Regions from separate parts of the Zea mays genome. Here region 1 is linked to region 2. A link is a contact called in public Hi-C data. All regions are on one chromosome and are shown on one strand. The core of a region is the stretch at or near the end of the contact, and the rest is flanking DNA. Distances in the headings are between cores, read along the strand shown.

What was found. A called contact is a pair of places that touch in the nucleus more often than the background predicts.
Region 1: a contact with region 2 is called in a Hi-C map of ear, with 2.1 times the contacts expected there. The contact joins the promoter of LOC100282835 here to the promoter of LOC100216980 in region 2. A contact is called at or near these places in 2 of 25 Hi-C or Micro-C datasets (ear and tassel).

What each region holds. Positions count from the first base shown.
Region 1 is chr1:80,064,492-80,067,282 of Zm-B73-REFERENCE-NAM-5.0, forward strand. LOC100282835 reads left to right here and starts at 1,379. Exons shown (of 3, transcript NM_001155741.1): 1 at 1,379-1,679; 2 at 1,797-2,044; 3 at 2,155-2,791. The coding sequence starts at 1,416. The coding sequence ends at 2,725.
Region 2 is chr1:79,766,747-79,769,742 of Zm-B73-REFERENCE-NAM-5.0, forward strand. LOC100216980 reads right to left here and starts at 1,735. Exons shown (of 10, transcript NM_001143359.1): 1 at 1,548-1,735; 2 at 1,285-1,483; 3 at 1,023-1,183; 4 at 767-912; 5 at 174-236; 6 at 1-83. The coding sequence starts at 1,653.

The sequences.
Region 1 (2,791 bases), core at 129-2,628, 300 kb after region 2:
TGTTGGGCCAAATGGGCCGAATTCGGCCGCGACGGCTAGGGTTTCGTTTTTTTTCTTTTCTTTTTTTTCTTTCTTTTCTTTTCTATTTAAAATATAAATAACTATATTTTTAAATAATTCAAAAAAATCATAATAATTCATATAACTAAAATATTTATTTTTGGACCAATAATTATATTATTATTTTACTAGGATTTTCATTTAACAAGAAATGCTATTAAATATCCGAAAATCAATCATGCGCAATCAAAAATTATTCCAAAGGCAAATAAATAACGAACACTTCAGAGAAAATTAATTACCATAAATATCATTATTAACTAAATGTATTATTTTTATTTAATGATTTTCATAGTGTCACAGAGGTGTGACCCAATCAAGAGAACAAGGCCCATCCCAGGTCTTCCTCTTGTACTTGTACCCTTGAGCGTGGAGACGAGAACTCTGAACCGTGCCAATGGGTGACTGAGACTGCGAGGCGAGCAAGTTGCTTGAAATCTGGATTCAATTATACTTACTAATAACTAGCATATAGCTCGTGTTAACGCTGTGATCCCGAGAACAGATAGAATCGACAGCGACATCGACATTAGGCGAGAGGTTGACACTGACGGCAACACGAGTGAGGGAGAGGAGCGGCGATGACGCGAAGGGAGAGGGAGGAGGGTGAGAACGGTAGGGGAGCGATGAATAATATTGTTCATTGAATTTGAATGGTTAAGAGAGAGATGATTATCCAGCGATATGAACCGTTGGTTTTAATGGTATGTTATGTTTGAGTGTAATTTATTTGGTGAATTTTGTGAATGTTACGAGTGTGAGAGTAATTTAGTTAAATGTATTTTATAAAATTTAAACTGATGAATTATACCGTGGTATAGTATAGATATATCCGTCACGGCGGTGGTAACACAAAATTACAGCAAACGCCTCGTTGGTCATGTGTGTTGTAATGTACTTTCCAACGGAAGGCAGTTCAAAAAATTTACGTAGTTAGGAAGCATAATTCGGGTGTTCCCCGTCCTAATGATTCCTGAACTTGAAAGGAACCGAAAGTCTTATGGTATATAGCACCAATCTTGCTTTAACTCCATGAGCACCTGAAAAAGTGCACACTTTGTCCTGTCTCCGCTAAGCTTTCATGTAGATAACATTGCGATGTCTCCACATCATGAACTCATGGCTTCTGTTCCACCAACCAAACGTGTTGTCGCCTTCCGTGGTGTGTTAGGACTTAGGTCGGGCCGGCAGACCACTCACCTATGCGCCATGGCTCGAGTGATATGATGTGTTAGGTAAGGCGATGGAACCCGGCAACAACCGCCAGAAAACAGTTATAAATCAGGAGCAGATCAATCATCTCAGTACAAGGAGTCGCTGGAGTTAGGAGGTGCAGTTATAGCAGACGCAGAGCAATGGAGGCCGCCGAGGCTCCTAACTATGACAGTATTGTCAACAGGGATGAGATCACCGACGCTGCAGCTGCAGCGTTCGCCAACCCGGAGCAGGTCCCGGAGAAGTACGTCCGGACGGAGGAGGTCCTTGACGGCGTCGTCGTCGGCGCGGACGAGAGCTACGAGCTGCCGGTCGTCGACATGGCCAGGCTCCTCGACCCGGAGCTGGCGCCGTCGGAGGTCGCCAAGCTCGGCGACGCCTGCCGAAACTGGGGTTTCTTTCAGGTCGTCCCGTGGCCCGCCCGGATTCCTTCAGTTCTAAACTTCTAGTAGCCAGCTGCTAGTATCTGTTTAGAATCGATTAATTAATCACATTTGTCCCGTCTGCATGCATGTCTACAGCTGACAAACCATGGAGTGGACGAAGCGGTGGTGCAGCGGATGAAAGACGCCACGGTGCAGTTCTTCAGCTCCCCGCTGGACAGCAAGGCCAAGGTGGCGGTCCGAGGGAACGGCTTCGAAGGATTCGGGCACCACTACAGCAGAGCGTCCAGCGGCAAGCTGGACTGGGCAGAGAGCATGATTCTCATCACGCAGCCAGTCAAGGACAGGAACATGGAGATGTGGCCTACAAATCCACCCACGTTCAGGTCTGCAGTACGCATATCCTGGCCTCTCTCTGTCTCTACTAGTCAATCATCTGACACGTACGTACGTCTCCCATGCACGCACGCACGCACGGACTCTGTTTGTTAATCAGGGACGCGCTCGACGTCTACTCGGTAGAGATGATCGGCCTCGCAATGCGGCTCCTGGGGTTCATGGCGGCCGACCTCGGGGTGGAGCCGGAGGCGCTGCAGGACGCCTTCACGGGGAAGCGGCAGAGCATGGCGGTCCACCACTACCCGCCCTGCCGCCAGCGGGAGAAGGTGATGGGCATCACGCCGCACACGGACGGGCTGGGCCTCACGCTGCTGCTGCACGTGGACGACACGCCCGGCCTGCAGATCCGCAGGGGCGGCAGGTGGTTCCCCGTGCGCCCGCTGCCGGGCGCCTTCGTCGTCAACGTCGCCGACATCCTGGACGTGCTCACCAACGGCGCCTACGCCAGCGTCGAGCACCGAGTGCTCCCGGACGCCGAGAGGGCTCGGACCACCGTCGTCGTGTTCCAGGAGGCGTCCGTCGGGGGCCTGGTGGCGCCGCTGCCGGGGCTCCTCGACCAGCAGGGCGCGCGCGCGCGCTACAGGTCCATTGAGATCGAGGAGTACATCAAGGGCAACTTCAACGCGCTGGAGCAAGGGACACGGTTCATCCAGAGCCTCAGGATATAGCTATCTAGTTGCTCCTTCCATCAAAAAATAATTACCCAACATATCGATAAATCAATCAATCTCAAT
Region 2 (2,996 bases), core at 485-2,984:
ATGTCTTCAGCAATCCCAATTTCCACAAGAACTGAGCGCAGCATACCCGACAAATAGTGAAGAAAATATGTCGTCATGCCAACCTGTTGTTGAAAAATTGCCACATGAGTGATCTAGAGGTGTAAAGTTGAAACCAAAGTGGAAATCCTGTCAATATTTTAAACAATACTTACGACTGAGGAGTATGCAAAAATAGCAAGAGAACTCTTTCTACCAGTTGGTAAAAGCTTCATTCCCTGAAAGTAGATATGAAAAAAAGGTCAAGTAAGCAGGTTGTGCCCACAAAATGATTGACTGAATAACAGACAAAACTTAAGTTTCCTATTGAACACACCCAAAGTTAGATTCATGTGTTAAGGCTGCATACAACTGATATAGAATAACTTGAATTATGTAGCTTCAAGCTTCATTAAGAAAAGAATGAACTTTGTGACTATAACTAGTGGCACACAGCATTGCCAATCAACTACAGTAATACTGTCATCTTAAAAAAAACATAGGTACAAATCACTATTGACACTGAGGGAGCCTTTTTCCGAAGTTATATATTAGTTTGAGTACATTGCAAATTTGGGATTTTCTCCCAAGACATTCGTATGTAACCTTCAAATACTTCATAATCCAAATGGTAGTTTCATATAAGACAGTAAGTGAGCTCCACTGAACCATTACAAGAATGGCACCAACCACCATTATCAATACCAACCATCAGCTGAAGTGCTCAACTACTGATATATAGAGCAGAGTGAAGAGGATTATAAGCTACCTGAAAGAGTATAATCAGTATCACAAGGAAAATGCCAATAGTCATTGCTCCACCATAGTAGAACACTACAGACTCGCTCAATGTGTGTGCCACCACCATGAGCACCAATCCTACGACAAAGAACACCACCCTGTGGAGCAAGAATTCTGCATACACAACAACAAAAGACACATCACACCCTGCAAACAAGAACTGCAGGAAACAGAGGGAAACAAACTAGAACTGCAACAGAAAAAGGAAACGGAAGAAATCATGCCTTCCTCAGTGGACACCACAACAGACCTCGAAGGGTCAGCAGGCATTCGGAAATCAAGAATCCGGTAGTCGTATGGTGAGATGACCTGCATCCAGAGCCCGCTCTTGGGCATTTTCTGCCATTGGGACGCGGCGCACTTGCATGGCCCCACTGTGGCATTTCTACAAACACAAAGTGCACCAACCAAAGAAATTAGCCCGAGGCACAGATGCTAGCGATACACGCCACGGAAGCTTGGAGTTCAGTTCCCCGTCTCACTAACCTGTGGAAGCAGAGCTCGAGGCCGTGGGGGCGGGTGGCGTTGGCGCGGAGTCGAAGCGCGTGGAAGAAGCGAGACGGGTCGCGGATGCGGGAGGGGCGGCCTTGGAGGAGAACACGCGTGCAGTAGGGCCCGGCGGTACCGCCACCGGCGAGGGGTCGCGCGTGCGGGAGGTGGACGGAGGCCGGCGGATGCGAGGTGACTACGAGAGGGCGGACTAGGGTTAGGGCCTTGAAGGGTTCGATGGTGGGAAGAGGCGTACTTACCTGTGAGCTCAACCGGGGTGGAGACGGATAGGGCGGCGGCGGAGGTGACAACGAGAACGATGACAGAGGGAATGAAGAGGAGGAGGTTCCGGTGTGACAGAGGCATGGTGGCGGCGGCGGCGCGGCGGTAGTTTTGGGGATCTTGGACGGGGAGGCAGGAGAAGGCAGGGGATTCAGAGAAAGGAAAGAGCGGGAGGTTAGCTTTGAAACGACGCTGTGCCGTTAACTCCGCGGCCGGCGTGGTCCTGTCCGGCTGTTCCAGACGGCGAGAATGGGCTTGCCTCTTGCCTGCCTGACAGACAGCGCCCTGGCTGGTTGCTAACAGCAACTCCAAAAAGTAGGGGTAAAAACGGGCGGATACGGACGGATATTAGCTCATCATGTATCCTACCCTAATGTATTTAAAACGGATTTGGGATCGGATACGGATAGTTGAAAACGGGACGGATACGGATACAGGGACCGGATATTTATCCGGGCGGATAAGTGACGGATACAGACATTATGTGATCGGATATCGGATACTTGTCGGATAATGCATTAATTGGTTATCATAAAATATTCTTGTTCGACCACGAAATTACAAGTAAATTATCAATACTAATAAATATTTAATAGAAGATAATCTCAAGTTCCCACATAAAAATGGTAAAGTGAAGTATTGATTATGTTGAAACTTGGATACTTAGAGTGATTTCACGTGTAACTCACGCAATAAGTAGAAATAAAATAGAAGAAACGTTGACATCCTGTGGATTTTATGGTCCCATTATTTTTGATGACTATGTGTGGCCATATGTTGTGCCTTCGTATAATTTCATGGATTTCTGAGGTTATTTATACATTATTAATTTTTTTCTACATAAAATCATCAAATTATAATAAAAATTCATAAAATACACTAGTTTTGACCCAAAATTGCAAAAAACTTACCAAAACAAATAAACATTCTATTCAAATATAACCTCAAGTCCCCACATGAAAATGATAAGTGAAATATTGATTATGTTGAAACTTCGATACATAAAATGATTTCACGTGTAACTCATACAATAAGTGGGAGTGGAATGGAAGAAACACCAACATCTTATAGATTTTATAGTCTAAATGTTTTTTAGAACTATATGTGGATATATGTTGTGTCCCTGTAAAAATTCATAAATTTTTTAGGCTATTTAGTGTATTACTAATTTCTTGTTATAGAAAATCATAAAAATATTGTAGCGTCGACCGAAAATTACAAATAAGTTACCAATATTAATAAATAGTTTATAAAAAGATATTCTTAAGTTCCCACATGGAGATAATCTTAAGTCCCCATGAAAATGATAAAGTCTATTATTTTGATATAAATTTCGACATTATTTCAATGATTTTGGCCTAAATATATGTTTAAACAAAAATGTTATGTACTACAAAGTTATAGATCTCTTCGAGCTTTACAATTTT